Linked DNA regions of Mus musculus: regions 1 and 2 are each linked to region 3. The links are chromatin contacts, called in public promoter capture Hi-C maps. All regions are on one chromosome and are shown on one strand. The core of a region is the stretch at or near the end of the contact, and the rest is flanking DNA. Distances in the headings are between cores, read along the strand shown.

Region 1 (3,409 bases), core at 114-2,613, 1.8 Mb before region 3:
TGACTGGGGTAAAACCTGTCTTAGAAATAACAAAAAGTAACTGACAGTCATAGGACCAAAAGCAGCTTCAAAAACAAAAAGTTGGATGTAACCGTGAAAACTACAGTATTTCGTAGCTGTGTCTCCCGGTAGCTGAATGTCCCTTCGTGATTAAACATCCTTCAAGCTTAGGTAGGCTGCTCTCGCTCTGGCGCACACCTTTAATCCCAGCACTGGGGAGGCAGAGGCAGGGGGACTTCTAAGTTCAAGGCCAGCCTGGTCTACAGAGTGAGTTCCAGGAAAGCCAGGGCTACACAGAAAACTCAGTCTCAAAAAACAAAAACAACAACAAAAAACTAAGGCAACCCAGGTATTAACTCACAATTCGAAAGACCCCCACCTCATTATAATATTTAGGTTTGAATATTTTATTACGTTTTGGGGGGGTCGGGGTTGTAGCACAGCATTAAATCCAGGGGGAGATGTAGAACATATTACTTGCAGAAGTTGGTTCTCGCTTTTTACCACGTGAATCCTGAGAATCCTCATTTCGGCTTGGCCATACGCATGGGCCCATCTTTTCGTCCCACCCACCCAATAGGCTTTTCTAAAGGATCATGGGAAGAACGTTCCAAACGAGAGCCGGCCCGTGATTTGGGAGCGGGTAAATCAAATCGCCCGATCCCTCTTATATGGTTAACACCTCCACAGCATATATACTAACAAACTAAATTAAAACTCACAACACAGACCCCACCCCCACACACATCTCTTTGCGAGTCCCTGTTTTCTAAACAAACTGCTCTAACTATCTCATTTTTCCCCACTTGAGAAGAACCGAGAGACCAGAGTAACTCCCTCGCCCAGTAAGGGGAAAACGAGCTCTTGTATTTTAGAGACAAGCCGGAGGTCCGAAGCCCCGGCGTACGGTACTTGGGTGACAGCCCCGATCCTTGGGGACAGCACAGGACCCAGGCAGCGTTTGGGGGCTACACATGCAGGGCCGGGACTAGTCGTGCTCTCCTGTTCCAGCACAGTCACGGCGAAGCCCAGGCGCTTGCCAGCAATCCTCATGCCACACTATCCAGGCCGGACCTTCCGCCTGGCGCTCCCCTTCCCGGCGTGCCCCGCGCTCAGGAAGTCCCACCCCGTCCCACGTGAGCCCGCCCGCCGGTTCCCGGAGACACGCTAGGACTTCCTTGCCGGCCACACTCACCCAGGGTGGCGCTGGGGTCCCGCACGGTCAGCGTGCTGCAGTTCCCCGCCTGGGGGATCCTCACGCGGTTCCACGGCTCCGCACCCGGCCGCACCGCAGCGGCCATCTCGAGCGGCGTGGGAGGGCCGGGGAAGGCCGAGCGGAGCGTGAGCGAGTTGAGCGGCCTGGGCAGGAGAGGGAGGGAGGGAGGGGACGAGGGCGGAGCGGGGCGGGCCGGAGGTGTGGGGCCCGCCCCGGGGCGGAGTCACGGCCCGTTAGACCCGCTGGGAAAGGAGAAACGTGTTAGAGTATTCTGAGGCTCCTACATTTTTAGAGCAACTTCGAAGCTATGCATTTTACTGATGGATCCGAGTGAGGCCCAGCCTTTTAACTCTTACTCGGATATTTTGAAAAGAAGAACTCGCATCATATCAGCAAATGTGACATTCGTCACGTAGTCACGATTTATTTGGAGTAGTCAAGGAAAACTATATAGCTTGGATATAGCTCAACTTCAATAATTACAAAAAACCCAGAGGTTGTCTTGACCACCCATTATCACCGTCATTTTCTCCGACAAAATATTCCAGGCTCTGCTGGTTCTGATCACTGATTACTGGTGATTGTTCGTTTTAAGTCCTTGGGGCCTTCTTGCTTCTGTTCATAAGGTTTCTTTCGCAGGGTGGAGAGGAGCAGTTGGTGGGCATTAAGTGAGACTGCCAAGTTGCTTCATTATGTCTGCGGATTACCATATATTATCCCAAAAAGGTAATTTCTTCAGACCTCAGTGTGCTTGGGGGTAAAGACTTCTTAGAACAGTGCCTGCTGTACAAATTTTTACTCTTACTAGACGTATTTAACGCAAGTAATCTTGCCCTACTGAGATGCTCTCTGTCCTGTGTGTTCCTTACAGATAATTGCTCGTTTTTGTTTTTGTTTTTTTGTTTTTTTTTTTTTTCTGTTTTTTTGGGTTTTTCGAGACAGGGTTTCTCTGTATAGCCCTAGCTGTCCTGGAACTCACTCTGTAGACCAGGCTGGCCTTGAACTCAGAAATCCTCCTGCCTCTGCCTCCCAAGTGCTGGGATTAAAGGCGTGTGCCACCACTGCCCAGCTTAATTGCTCTTTCATTTGAACCATTTTGAAACAATCTCACTTCTTCAGTCAGCTCTGGGATCACTATCTTTAATAACACTTCGTAAACTATCCTCACACCATAACGACTTAAATGCCCCTCTAATGCACTACCAAATTACCTGTGTGTTAGTTTCCTATTTGGGCTGTAACATATTACCACAGACTTAACAGAATCAACATAATGTTTCTGGACTTGTGGAAGACAGAAGATATTTTAGTTGGAGATGTGTCGTGTGTGCACGTTGGAGGCTAAGGGTAGTGGTCAGGGTCTTCCTTTACCACTACCCACCTTTGCTTCTGAGTCAGGCTCTCCCGCTGATCCTGGAACTCAGTGTTTGGTGATCAGTCCCCAGAGGCATCCCTTCTCCATCCCAACCCTCTGAAACGCCTTCCTAGCCCCAGTTCAGTCTTACTGAGCTAAAATTAGCTGTTTAATGGGCTGTTTCCTTCTGAGGGCTTTAAAGAAGAGTTTCCTTGACTTTTCCAGACTTTTAGTGGTTGCTGCATTCTTTGGCACATGTCCACATCCTCCATGTTCAAAGTCACTACAATAGCATCCTGCAATATCTCCCCCTGTTCAGAGACAAGGAGAGATAGACTCAAGTGTTTAAGTAAAATAATCCACTTGAACATTAAAAAAGCTGTATTATGAGCCAGAAAGAAAAGATAAGGCAGCTGTAGACAGAGATATATTTGTGATGCAATGATAGAGATAAGGAACGAAAGAATGAGAGGTCTGTGTTTTCCTAAAGGAAGATTCACGGTCATAATGAAGAATAGAGAGAAGGGAATGGTGTTCTATATTCTATGAGCAATACATACTGAAATTGAAGCTTCTAGGAACTGGGCACATGGAAGAAGTACAGGATAGTTTTTAAGTCATGCTTGGAAAACTTGTAGACTCTAGAGAAGGACTCATAGACACAGATGGCCACCAAATATGTAAAACCTTACATACCTTAATAATCCAAGAAATGAGTATTACAATAACTGTGAGGTACTATTAAATAGAAAAAATGATGTCCTTTGTTACTGCATGCATGTGCGTGTTCATATATAGACACACATACACAGTCTCTTTTGTATTCCTTAAAATGAGAA
Region 2 (3,634 bases), core at 947-3,446, 1.3 Mb before region 3:
TTGGTGTGAGGTATGAGGGCACACATCTGTAATTCCAGCACTTGGGAGATAAAAGCCTGAGGATCGCTACAAATTCAAAGTCAGCCTAGGAGCAACGAGAGATCCTTTATCACACACACACACACACACACACACACTCACGGTATATGTGCACTTACATACCAAAGATTTCATATTTAAGGGATCTGTCACTACAATTACTTGATATAGAGGAGAAACACCCAAGTTAGCAACAGCAGGGATCTAAATTGCATTATCTGAGTGGGGTCCAAAGGTTCACATGGAAGGTTGTGGGGCAAAAGTTGAATACACAACTTAAGGCTTGCCAAGGAAAACCCTGGAATACAAGCAGAACAGCCTGGACATTGTACCAAGCTTAAGGTAATTTTCAGCCCTGGCTGCTGAGCAGAATAGCCTGGAGAGTTTTAAGAGGTATACCACAGCCTGCCTCCCTCCAGATCAAAGGTAAAGTCTGGGAAGGTGACTGTAACAAACAATCCAGTTAAGAAACCATTGGGCTTGACCACAGGAAGGAACAGCGTGAGATAACATTAAGACCTGGCTTTACTGCCAGGGGTTCCAAGCTTGCTATCTGTGGAAGCTTCTCTTCTAGCTGGAGTTAAACAGTGCGTGCATGTGCATGTGCAAGTGTGTGTGCGCGCGCACATGTGTGTGTTTCATACAAAACTAGCTCACTGTAAAATCTTTTTTAAAAAAACTTCTGTGATGTTCTATAGACGACTAGGGTAGAAAATAACTATTCTAGGTGGCCCTTACCACACTGAATGGAAATGCTTTTGTATCAAAAGAGTTCTACATTTCATCAATGCACAGACTACTACAATCACCAAACTACTAAAGCTAATCTATACAAAAGTCATAATGTTTAGACTACTGCCCAACCTTTTGACATTGTGACACAAACTTGTCTTTACAAGGTTCACTCTCTGGAACCATACAATGAAATTAAGAAAGGAAAAAAAGAAACCCTCAAGGGATTGGATATGTTTTCAATTTTGGGTTGGACCACTTTTATGTTCATTCTGGGTCACAAGTGGCTGTTGGCCTTTGGCATGCTTCTTGATACAGCTTTCATTCACAACTCTTGGCTTCTCAATGAATCTTCCTCAGTTTGCAACAAATACGTTGTGTATTTCCCAAGCAAATGGAAACATAGTATCCATACAGCAAGTCAAGTGTTCTGAGGGAAAGGAAAAGGTCACCGAGGAAACTGTCGGCCCTGCAAAGAGCAGATCTGACTGGCCATGGGGAAAAGCTACTGCAGGGTCCACTTACTCATCAAAGTTTCCTTTAAGACTCTGCCACTGTTACCCATAAAGTCGGCCAGACCTATCATGTTTGTTAATTCACTCAACTTAGTGGTAAAATGTTATCTGAACATTAGTTGGTTTTGGCAGTTAGTTTTTTGTGGTCTCTTATCTACAGATGAGGTCAATAAAAGCAAAAAAGACCCCACAGAGAGAAGAGAACTCTATCCCCAAAATGCCCAACCTCAGCCAAGCGTCCAGAAACCTCATGCTTGTTCAGGAAATTTGAAATCGGACAAGAATGCCATTCGCATGGACCAGTGCTATTCAGAAGCAAAAAGATGGGCTTCTAAAAAGAAAACGTCAGCCTAACTCTCCGACACAGAGGTGAAAGTTACAAAAGCAAGCAGCGAGTTTGACGAGTGGATCAGAAGGAAAGTCAGAAGACAAGTAAAGAGATGGAAGGGATGGCAAAAGGTGAAGGAGGCTAGCAAAGGCCACCCGGTGGGGACCTGGCTGCCCAGCTCTTTATGCACCCAGGACAGCATGGGGCCTCTGTCCGCCGGCGCGCACCGGGAGCAGGGCGAGCTCCCTCAGGCCTGGCACCCAGGGTGCGAGCATGCCGGAGTGAAGAGAGCGATCGCCCCGGGATAGGTGGGGAGTTCTGGGGACCCCAGGAACGAGGGGCACTCAGCCTAGCCCTCACCTCCCGCGGCTAGGAGGGGGTGGGTGGAGCTGAGCCCGGGGCCGCCCCCCGGAGCCGCCCCCGCAGCCGCGGTCCCGGCTGTCAGCGCCCCCTCCCGCGGCCACTCACCCGCCGGTGACGCGCTCCGGGCCACGGCGGCGGCGACCCCCGCCTGGGTCATGGTCCCAGGAGCGGAAGGCAGCGGTGTCTGGCCGTCTAGGCGAGCCTCTGGGTCCGCGGCCGCCCCCTGCTTCTGCGGGGCTGGGGGAGCGCGGGCCCGGGCCCTCCTCTCCCCCCGCCCCCGCCGCCTCTCCTCGCGGCCACCGCCGCCGCAGCGAGCCCGAGCCCTCGAGGCCGGAGACCCGGCGGCAGCACGGCCTCAACTTTCCCAGCCCCCCTCCCCCCGCCCCTCCCGCCCCTCCCGCGGCCGCCGCTCGGCACGCGCACAGCCTAGCCTGGATGCGCCTCGCTCCCGCCCCGACCAACCGGCCGGCCAATCCGGTGCTGGGGAGGCTGCCACCGTGGCCAGTCAGAAGCCGGGATTCCGCTGCGCTAGGCTGGAGGGCGGGAGGAGAAGGAGGGAAAAGCTAGGAGGGAACAGGCCTCGGGCGGCCCAATGACCAAGGCCGGGGGGCGGAGGTGTGCAAGTTGGGTTGAAAGAACAGGAAATATTCTTAAAGGTAGAGTGACAGGCAGAAAGGAAAGCCAGTAGGTGGATGAGAAAGAGGTGGGCCTGGTTCCTTAAAGGGGACGCTTTGAGAAGCTAGGAAAAAAAAAAAAAAAAAGAGGTTTTTAAGAAACTTCCTCGCACCCTGTTCTGTATTATGCTTATGGCAGCTTTCAATGCAAGCGTAGAAATGAAAAAAACTGAAGAGGAGGAGAGTGGCAAAAGATAGACAAGTACCTTTAGCCTGGAGGGTTAGAAGGTGGTAAATGAAGGTGGAAAATCCAGTCCTATGTGACTTCCCTCAGTGCACTATCTTTGGATATTGGAGACTGCAGGAATTCGTATACGGTGGACTCTTGACGTCCTTTATTTGCACGAAGCCCGTTTTCAGAAAGGTTCTGCAGTCCCCTGCTAAGGAAGTGAGTGCGTGGCTTTGGGGGATGGGATTGGAACCTTAAATTTAGGCTACTAGACACCCTTATTTAGGACCGGAGACCTCAGCGTCCTCTAAAGTGCCTTTGGAGCTCTTGAACTATCCAGCTATCTTTTTCTAGTTTTGTTTCATTTCACAAGCCCGCCTCCCCGAGACAGGTGTCTGATTCTCCACCTAGTGGTGGTGAAAGATTTATGAGCTTTTCACAACCAGATATAGCCAATTGGACTGGAACGCAGGGCATAATAGAAATACTACTTGAACCTATGTACAGTAGAAACAGACCTTGCATTGAGAAAAAGGTTAACAGTAACCCCGTTTTATGTTTCCTCCGCACTTTGAAAATCTGTGATAAAATAGGCCCTTACTGTTACTTCAAATTTGGTGCTAATAGGCAGTTTGATTTCTTTTTCACTTCCTTGTCCCATCTGGGCCAGGCCAGTGAGTTTTTTTGTTGTTGTTGCTGTTTTTCGAGACAGGGTTCTCTGTGTAGCCCTGGCTGTCCTGGAACTCACTTTGTAGACCAGGCTGGCCTTGAACTCAGAAATCCGCCTGCCTCTGCTTCCCAAGTGCTGGGATTA
Region 3 (3,616 bases), core at 756-3,255:
TTGATCAAACAGTCTGTGAAAGATTTCTTTTATCTAAAAGAGCATCTTAGATAATTCTTCAAGAGATAATACCAAAAATAACAGGTGTACGACACAGACACACTTCTGACCTATTAGTTCTGAAACAACTTTTTGGATCACAGTCTGAAATGGGAAAAATTCTGTTCACAACACCAACTATGCACAGTGTTAATACACGTTTCCTAAAGCCTCCTTCAAACTTTCCATGGACCTTTGATTAAAAAAAAAAAAAAAAAAAAACAATCTCTGAAAGGGCCTGACTGAATGTACTTCAGGTCTGTATGCTCTTGGTCAGGGCTGGCCTTTCCAGCTGAAAAGACAGTGGAGAAAAAAAAAAAAACTAAATTAAAAGTCTAAGTATATTTTTTTTTTAAAGAAGCGGTAAAGAAGACTTTTAGTAGCAAAAGTTCACCGCCCTCCCCTAATAATGGATTTGAATAAACGCTTTACTAGGCTTGAACCTTGAGAGTGTGTTGTGGAGTCTGCTCTCGAGTCCCAGGTGGGTTAAGAATATTGCTTTCTGGACTTCTTTGTGTTGTCAGAGAGGCCTAATGGAATTAACAGGGGAAAGTCTGCTACTTATAGTAAATAAATAATGTATTACAAAAAGGTGATTGTTATTATCAAACATCTCCTCAGATCTGCATTCATTTCCTATCACTGCTCGTGTATATTCTGAAAACATTTATGTTCCTCTCTGTCTGACTTAATTTTTATCAGATGAATAAAAGTTCTGCTTTTGCACAAACCTAAATAGAAGTCCATCTAAAAGTATACTTCACATCCACCTTATTTAACTACTCCTTGAAATTTTGAAAAAGCACTATTCTAGAAAATTCCTCAACAATGCAAGCTGGTTTCAAGCATAGCTTTTTTCCCACCATGAAAAGAAAAAAGAAATAAAAAAAAACCTCAAATACATATTTGCAATAACAAATACATTATTTATGGACTCAAATATGTTAAGGGAATACTTACAGTTGTTGCACAAAATGGCCTGATACACTCCATAGCTTCCACTTTGTTAAAAAAAAAAAAAATGTAAAAAGGCCAGCCTCCACTCCTCCCTCCCTAAGCATAAACAAGCACTAACATACTAAAAGGAAACTATCCCAGGATAAAAACTTCTTGTTAAGAAAGTTTATACTCTTACTAACCACAGTAATACCCATATAAATGCAACAATCTATCTATAAAATAAAAAGTTAGAAAATAGCCACAATTTCTTTGAAACTATAACCCCCTGATGCACTATTTCTACATGTGTAGTAGCAAAAAAAAATAGTTCCTTGATTCTTGCCCACCCTGAGGGGCTACCCTTCACCTTATGTCCAATGTCATCAAATAAACATGCTAGCATAAAGTATGCAACCTGCTTAAAGGATCTATACTGTAAATATGGACTTTAAACTTCAATGTAAAACAAAGAACAAGAGTCTCATTTTGGTAGTACCCACACTGGCACTGCAGCTAAAACTCACTGGCAAATAACTAACAAAATCCAGTTAGCAATAAATAAGGACAACATGATATATAGACAGACAGATGGAATTGCATAAACAGACGAGAAAAGCAAAGAGACAAACATACGGAGGAGTTTGTTTTAAAAGAGTGAACGATTCTGATTTACTCATTACTTTAGTAAGAAAAATAGGTTTGTTTGTAATTATTTTTAAACTAATAAAACTGAATCACAAGGTCACACCCTTAAATAATTAAGAAAATTAGTACAGGGTAGGCCTCCTATAGATGTTCCAAAATTCAAACTAGCATTAGCTCTGTCAAATTTAGATACAGAAATTAAAATTCAGGAAAGAAAGCCTAAAAGCACTGTGGAGTAAATAAGATGATAAATGCAAGGGGACTGAGGAGGCAGGGTTGTTTTTATGAAAGTTGTCTGCCCCTACCTTCTTCCCCAGCGCTGAGTTTCTCTTCTCATAATCGGTGTCTCCCTGGAAGTACAGTGTGAGTGGTAATGACTGCCTGCCTCCCTAATGAGTCCATTTTCCTGCTCTTGATGTTGTGTATATACACACACTGCAACCTACCTTACAAACCACAGAGACGGGAAGAGAGAGAGAGAGAGCAAGAGAGAGGGAGGGGAAGGGGGGCAGAGAGAGAGAGAGAAAGACAGAGACAGAGCAAGCAAGCCAGTGAGAGAGAAAGAGAAGGAGAGAGAGAAAGAAAAACAGAAAGAGAGAGAGAGAAAGGCACAGACAAAGCCCTCCTACCAGACAGCAGACAGCCCTCCTTCCCCTACCCAGGAAAACGCAACTCGTCTAATGCAGCAACAGGTTCAGCATTGCCAGACTAACAGAGGGAAAAGGTATATTCTCTATAGCATTACTGCTTGCAAAGAAACAGTTTAAGAGCAGCTGGCTCCACCTTCTTTATTTATGCTCCATTATGAGGAATGTATTGTTTCAGCTCTGGCACACAGTACGTGTGTAATTATCATAAATACATTTTTGCATATTAGCAGGAAATAAGGAATTACATAGCTTATTTGTGCAATCTTTCAAATTTATTTTTTGAATGTGAGAAAAATGTCAACAAATCTGCTCTGACAAAAGCTTAGTAATGATTTTAAAGTCAGAGCTGTCTTAAAGGAGACTGTAAGAAACAGACTCCATACAATAGGAAAACTGATCTCAGGCAAAACTGGTAACTGCAAAGAAGAAATCACTGTTCAGTAAATAAACCAAGACCATAAACAAAACTATAAGACAAAAACAGAATTAAGTTTAATTAACTTGCTAATAGGCTAGTACCCTAGAAGAAAGCAGACTGGTTTCTTGTTTGAAGCATCCAGCTACACAATGCAATGCAGTCTGTATTAACAGGTGCAATGCATTTAATACATAGTATACCAGAGAAATAAACCTATTAGGAGTTACCATTCAAGCAAGACAAAGTTCTATACAATATGGATCGGAAACTACAGTAAATAACCTTTCATCTTTTATTAGAAGTAAAAACTAAAACTGGTGCTTTTAAATAAACCTTCCTTGAAAGAAAAAAATGAAACTCTTTATACTATACCTTTAACCAAATTTTCACATGCACTAGCTCCAGGAAAATAGTGCTGGTTATATTACTGGTCCCACCACATGCTCCTCATAGCCTTTGCTAACTCCCAGGTGCCTTTTCTAAAGTGGTGATATATTTTCAGCTTTGGGATGATGAACATCAGAAAATAGAACTGGTTGGAAGTCTCTTTTTTTTTTCAAAACAACTCCTGATAAACCAAACTAACTAACTATCTATCTATCTATTTATCTATATATCTGAGTATTGTATCTGTGTAGATGCCCATCTTCCTTAATGTTGTTTATACAGTTTGACTATATAAATTGTATACATTTAAAAATTTTTAAAGAGTAGATTTTTCCAAAGGAATTCACACACATAAAATGAAAGGTAAGAGGGTGCACTTGACTTATTCTAATGCTATATTTTGATACCAATGACCTTAAATATATTATCTGCAAAACTATCCTTTTATATGGCTTAACTTACTACAAAATTCAAAATGTATTCCTTTACATAACCAAAATAATTTTACCATGCTGGGTGGAGGAATATATAGATCAGT

What was found. Capture Hi-C pulls out chosen DNA fragments and counts their contacts.
Region 1: a promoter capture Hi-C map of adipose tissue shows a contact between it and region 3, with 4 times the contacts expected there. The contact joins the promoter of Nepro here to the promoter of Zbtb20 in region 3. A contact is called at or near these places in 1 of 39 promoter capture datasets (liver) and 2 of 9 other capture datasets (adipose tissue and liver).
Region 2: a promoter capture Hi-C map of adipose tissue shows a contact between it and region 3, with 3 times the contacts expected there. The contact joins the promoter of Usf3 here to the promoter of Zbtb20 in region 3. A contact is called at or near these places in 1 of 39 promoter capture datasets (cranial neural crest) and 1 of 9 other capture datasets (adipose tissue).

The regions. Positions count from the first base shown.
Region 1 is chr16:44,722,255-44,725,663 of GRCm38.p6, reverse strand. It overlaps Nepro (nucleolus and neural progenitor protein), which reads right to left and starts at 1,363. Exons shown (of 9, transcript NM_145972.4): 1 at 1,196-1,363. The coding sequence starts at 1,301.
Region 2 is chr16:44,171,959-44,175,592 of GRCm38.p6, reverse strand. Usf3 (upstream transcription factor family member 3) reads right to left here and starts at 2,196. Exons shown (of 8, transcript NM_001029889.2): 1 at 2,083-2,196.
Region 3 is chr16:42,906,034-42,909,649 of GRCm38.p6, reverse strand. Zbtb20 (zinc finger and BTB domain containing 20) reads right to left here and starts at 2,005. Exons shown (of 11, transcript NM_001285805.1): 1 at 1,929-2,005. The region is part of intron 1 of Gm19522 (predicted gene, 19522); the gene reads left to right.